2 separate regions of the Sus scrofa genome follow, and region 2 is linked to region 1. Evidence: chromatin contacts called from public HiChIP or PLAC-seq data. All regions are on one chromosome and are shown on one strand. Each heading gives the region's core, a stretch centred on a gene start, on an enhancer-like site or on the middle of the called end of the contact. The rest is flanking DNA. Distances are from core to core; before and after follow the strand shown. Region 1 holds the start of TTC7B (tetratricopeptide repeat protein 7B). Region 2 holds the start of RPS6KA5 (ribosomal protein S6 kinase alpha-5).

What was found. HiChIP or PLAC-seq counts read pairs in DNA pulled down with a chosen protein or histone mark.
Region 2: an H3K27ac HiChIP or PLAC-seq map of alveolar macrophages shows a contact between it and region 1. The contact joins the promoter of RPS6KA5 here to the promoter of TTC7B in region 1. A contact is called at or near these places in 1 of 5 promoter capture datasets (liver), 1 of 47 Hi-C or Micro-C datasets (heart right ventricle) and 1 of 2 datasets of contacts at active chromatin or transcription factors (alveolar macrophages).

Annotation. Positions count from the first base shown.
Region 1 is chr7:112,517,727-112,520,426 of Sscrofa11.1, reverse strand. It overlaps TTC7B (tetratricopeptide repeat protein 7B), which reads left to right and starts at 1,304. Exons shown (of 20, transcript XM_021099609.1): 1 at 1,304-1,524. The coding sequence starts at 1,404.
Region 2 is chr7:112,752,293-112,754,992 of Sscrofa11.1, reverse strand. It overlaps RPS6KA5 (ribosomal protein S6 kinase alpha-5), which reads left to right and starts at 1,327. Exons shown (of 17, transcript XM_021099611.1): 1 at 1,327-2,005. The coding sequence starts at 1,429. It overlaps C7H14orf159 (UPF0317 protein C14orf159 homolog, mitochondrial), which reads right to left and starts at 1,274. Exons shown (of 20, transcript XM_021100082.1): 1 at 1,155-1,274.

The DNA.
Region 1 (2,700 bases), core at 55-2,554:
AACTCCCATGCCCCTCCCGGTGCTCTCCCTCTCCGCCTTCCTGCCTCCCTCCACTCCAGCCTCTCAGGCCTCCATCATTCCCCCAGCTCATTAAATATGCTCCCAGGGTCTTTGCACCTGCTGTTACCTGTGCCCAGAATGCTCTTTCCCCGGGGCTCTCTCCTCTTCTTCAAGTCCAATGCCACTTCATTGAGGCCATCCGCTGCCACCCCATTCAAAACTGCAAACCCTCCACTCCTTCAACTCTTTATTTGCCTCATTGGACCCACCCTGCTGTGTTTCTTCAAACAGCCATTTTAACCTTCTAATTTATGACCTCATTTTGCTCATTTATTTCTCTGCTTGGAATGGAACAAAGGCAGGTATTTTGTTAGTTTTCTGCTATATCCCCAGCACCTCAAACAGGGTCTAGCACATAGTAGGTGGTCCCTATGTAGTTCAGGGATAACTGAAAGAAGGCACAGTTTGGACACCTGTCCTCGGCTCTCAGTCTGCAGGGCCAAGACGAGGAAACCCCTCTGGTGACTCTGCATCCTCCTCAGAGGGCAAGGGGGCTGGCCCCTGAGCTGGCAGTTTTTGCCTGGCTCCATCCACCTCAACTCAACAGACTTTTGTGGAACCCTGGGCAGGTGCCTGCTGAGGATGAGTCTCCACCCACCTCGGGCTGGGTGGTGGGAAGGCTGCCTGGGGCAGAGGCGCCTGCTAAAGGGCACAGGCCAAGCCAGGCCCAGAGGGAGCACCTTGAAACCTGAGATGGCAGGACAAGCTCAGGCAGGCGTCCTGGTCACACCCGCCTCATACCTCAGGCCCACTAGCCCTGCCTGGCCCGTGACCTTCCCTGGGGTCACTGTCATTTCTAGGTCCTATTCCTGAGGGTCTGTGGGGCGCCCAGTCCCTCCCTCTCTCCCTCTCTCCGAGGTCTCCCTCCCCCATCCTGCCCGTTCCCTACCGCCTCCCCCTCCTCACCTCCCGCCCTCACCCCTTCCACCTCGATCTGGACCCCAGCCCTAGCCCGCCTCCAGGTCGGGCACCTGGGTCTCCGTCTGGTCCCAGCCTCTGCTGCACTGCGCCCTTCCTCGCGCCTCCCCCCGCCTCCCGCCTCCCGCCCCCGGCCCCGGCCCCGGCCCCGGCCCCCGCCTGGGTCGCGACCCCGGCCCGCGCTGTGGCTCCAGCCCTGGCCGGCAGGGGCCGCTCCTTGCGGCGCCCGGGGCCCCGCCGCGCCCGCCGCCGCCGCCCGCCTCCCCGCCCCTTCCCCAGCCGGCGCTCCCGTTACGCCGCGGAGCCGGGAGCCGGAGCCCGAGCCCGCGGCGGCAGCGGGAGGCGGCGACGGGGGCGCCCGGGCGGCGGCGGCGGCGGGGCCTGCGGGGCCTGCGGGCGGGCGGGCCGGGCCCGGCCAGGCCGCGATGGCGACCAGGAAGGCGGGCTCGCGGCTGGAGACGGAGATCGAGCGCTGCCGCTCCGAGTGCCAGTGGGAGCGGATCCCCGAGCTCGTCAAGCAGCTGTCGGCCAAGCTCATCGCCAACGGTACGCGCCGGGCGCGCGGGCCTGGGCTTTGGTGGGCGCCGCGGCCTCCGCGGATCGCCGGGCCGGGTGCCCCTGAGGCGCCGCGGGGAGCGGGCAGGGGCGCGGCCGGGGTGCGATGGCGCTGCGCCCGGGGGTGTGCGCGGGGCCAGGGCCTCGGGACCCCGGGACCCCGGGAGTCACGCGGTGGCGGCGTCCTGCGGCCGCCGGCGGGTGCCTGGCGTCCCAGAGTTCCGGCGCGCAGGGCGGGCTTCTCCGGAGTGAGGGGGTCGGGGGTCTCAAGGAGTCGGCTGCTGCACCAGGATCCCAAGGGGTCAGGGGCCGGCCTCGGGGCTCTAAGAAGTTGGAGGCGAGGTGCGCCCTCAGGACATGGGTGTGGATGTATGGGGATCCAGGGTGTGTGTATGGTGTATTCGGGAGTCACGATGTATTTATGGGGGTCCTGCGTTGAGAGGTGTTGAGTAGAGACACCTGGGAAACATGCTTCGTAAACATATGGCATTCCCGGGGCTCCAGGTGGCCGCCCAGACCTGGGGTGTGTGTGTGTGTTGGGGGGGGGGTGGAAGGCAGTTGAGCTGTGTGTCCTGGGGTTCAGAGAGTAGGATATCAGAGCTGTGGATCTAGGGAGGTCAGGTTTGAGCGTATGGGGGCGATAGAGTTCGGGGAGTCCGGAGGGAGAATATTGTGGAGAGAGGTAGGAGTGTGGTTGGAGAATGTGGGGAAATGGGATTGGGTGTGTGAGGGGCTTGGGGCCTAGAGGAAGAGGGGGTCTGAGCCAGCCCCTGAGTAAGAGAAACTGGTGCCTGGAGTCAGTTTATGACCTTGTTGACTCTGTTGAAAAATTGCATCCCAAATGCCATTTCAGAGCGCAGCTCCACGTGGTCTTATTTGTTTTGGAAGCAAGTATCCTTAATATTTGCTTGTTTTTTCATGCCCGCCAAAACCACAGGCAGCAATGGACTGGTGAGAGGGCAGAGGTTTTGTCCTCTTTCATTTCTGGCTTCCTGAGGCTGGGTGAGCACATGTTGGCCGAGCAAATGAATGAATGAAAGAAAGAATGAATGAATGAATGACACTGTTCTAAGAAAGGACAACTGCATGATTTCCAACCTTCTCACCTCAGACCGCCCAGAAATGGAAAGGGCTGTTGTGTGTCCTCTTCCCAATTGGTTGGTATTT
Region 2 (2,700 bases), core at 78-2,577, 230 kb before region 1:
TTTTTTTTTTTTTTTTAATGGCACAAGAGCTGAGAAACATTTTTATTATATTTTTAAATATTTGAAAAGAATTAAAATATATCATCACGTGAAAATTAAATTTCAATGTCCATTAATAAAGTTTTATTGGAACACAGCCATATCCACTAGTTTACTTATTGTTTATGACTGCCTTCATGCTGCAATAGGGGAGGGGAATAGTTTTGAAAGAGACCACATGGTCTGCAAAGCCTAAATTAACTACTTACTATGTGGCACTTTACGGAAAAAGTTTTCTTTCCTCCTGATCTAATCCAGGCTTAGCTTAAAAATTCACTTCTGTGTGAATTATATCTTATTTTGTTTCTTTAACCCTCTCCTTTCCACATTATCTATCCACTGCCAGAAATTCCCATAAGTTCTATCTTTGGAACAGTGTTCTTGTTCTGCCATCTTTATCCTCCTCCCTTTAGTTCATCTAACCACTGTAACAACTTCCAAGAGAATAGCTTGATATTGTAGCCACTCTTTGAAATAAATAAATAAAATCTGCACTGCTTAGCACTGTAGTCAAGGTTTTCTGTTATCTTAATGAACTTTACCTTTTTTAGCCCTGTCTCTTACTTCCACTCAACCTTAATCACTTAACCCACCCTTGCCTTCTCTATGTCCAGGTCTATGCTCACAGTTACCATCTCTGTGTGAAATATTTGATGCTGGTATTTCTATCTCACCTATCCTTTAAGTTGGTTATCTCAAATCTCTTCTTGCCCTCAGAGCCTGCCCAGCTCCTCTACTGAGAATAATTATTGCCATTTGTGCAGTTCTCTAACAGTTTGTACGACTGGTTTTATTTCAAATTCTGCTTTACGGTTTCCTGTGTATATGCAGATTGTCTGCTTCTCATGTTCTATTGAAAGCTGTTTAGGGGCAAGAATTGTCTTCCATTTTATTAATCTTTGTAGCCTTTGATGCGTCTTGTACAAATAGAAATGTTTATTCTTTGCAAAAGTCCTCATGGAGAGCTGGGAATGTGACTTTTTTTTTTTTTTTTTTTTTTTTGCTGTATCTATGAACTACCCGTACTTAAGCACGAACCCCACTTAACTTGTTTAGGGCTCACGAGGGCGAGTAACACCTCTTTAACACATGCTGTCTTCCAATCGGTCACATACCTGCGGACTCACGCCTGGGACCCTCAGGTAAGTCTGCAAACACGTGCGTAAGAAGCGCTTTCCTCAAGCTCCTCCTCTGTCCATGGTGATTGGCGGACCAAAAGTTCCAATCAGCCCTCCCCGCCTCTTTCAGCAATAGCCAATCACAGACCCCGAGCGCCTCCTGACTACTAGACACTGTTTACTAACAGATGAAGCTGGGGAATAAGGGGTGTGACCGTTCTGGGAATGTCAGGGAAGGGAAGGTCCCGACTGCGCGTGCGCTGCAGCGGAGATGGGCGGGGCAGAGCCCCGGTCTCACCAATCGGAGCAGCCGCGCTCCTCCCTCTCCTGCCACCCCGCCAAGCAACAACAATTCGAGGAGCGGGGCGGGGCGGCTCCTGAAGCATCAGAGCGGGTTGTCCAATGGGAGCTGGCGTTGACAGATGCGCGCGCCCTTTGCCCAATAAACGATGGCGGCTCGAATGGCTCCTCTATCTTGCTGGCTGTGGGCGGAGCGGCTCGAAGGAGGAGGCGGCCGAGCAGGGGGCGGTTTGGTTGCGCGGTACTAGCGGTGCCCGCCGTAGGGGGAGGAGGCGAAGGAGCGAGCCGTGCGGCCAGAGCGGGAAAGCTACTCGTCTCAGCGTCCGAGTTCTGGAGCCGCCGCATACCGGCTTCTGGGGCTGCAGCGGGAGCTGTGAAGGGCTGGGCGTCCGCTGTCTCCTGGGTCCCCTCGGAGGACCCCGCGGGATCGGGAAAGAAGAAGATGGAGGAGGAGGGTGGCAGCAGCGGCGGCGGCGCCGCAGGGACCAGCAGGGACGGCGGAGCCGGGGAAGAGCAGCTCCTCACTGTCAAGCACGAGCTGCGAACCGGTGAGCGACCCCGCCCTCTGCCGGCCGGGCTTGGAGCGGGGGCGCGCCCCGAGGGCACGCGGGTGTCCGCGCGGGCCGGGGGCGCGGGGGGCGGGCCGGGGGCGGGGCCCTGCGGGCGGGGCGGGAGTCCAGGGGTCCCGGGAATTGGGGGCGCGTCCAAGGGGAGCTGGCCGAAAGTTTTCCGGAGCCCGGGAATGAGCGGCGGGCGCCGGGCGTTGGGGCCCGCGGAGCAGCCGACTGCTGCCTGTTGGCACTGACTCTGAGGATGTCTTCGCGCCCCCTTCCCGCACAGGTGACACATCTGTCACTGCATCCTGTCTAGGGTGAAAGGTGCGCCTTCCTCAGTGTAGGGTGAACGACGCTTAGTTTTGGAGCATGACTCACTTCTCCGCTCTTTTGGTTCCCTGTAGGGGTCCCTAAGGTGCTGGGTCTTGTGCAAGATAAAAGGGTGACTGTCCGCCGGCCTTTTCAGGAGCCCAGTCTCCAGTGACCTAAAGAGGGATCGCGAGCTCCAGGGACTGAATGCTTTTATTTGCAGTCTTCATGAAATAGTATACTTGGCCTTGAATTTCTTTCATAGGTCTCTTGAGAAGAAGGCTCAGTAAATTTAAAGCTCTAGGTAAAAGCGACTGACAAGCCCCGCTTAAGCGCCCGTGTTCTGAGGTTTGGGTCGTTCCAAGCTTTATACTTGGTAG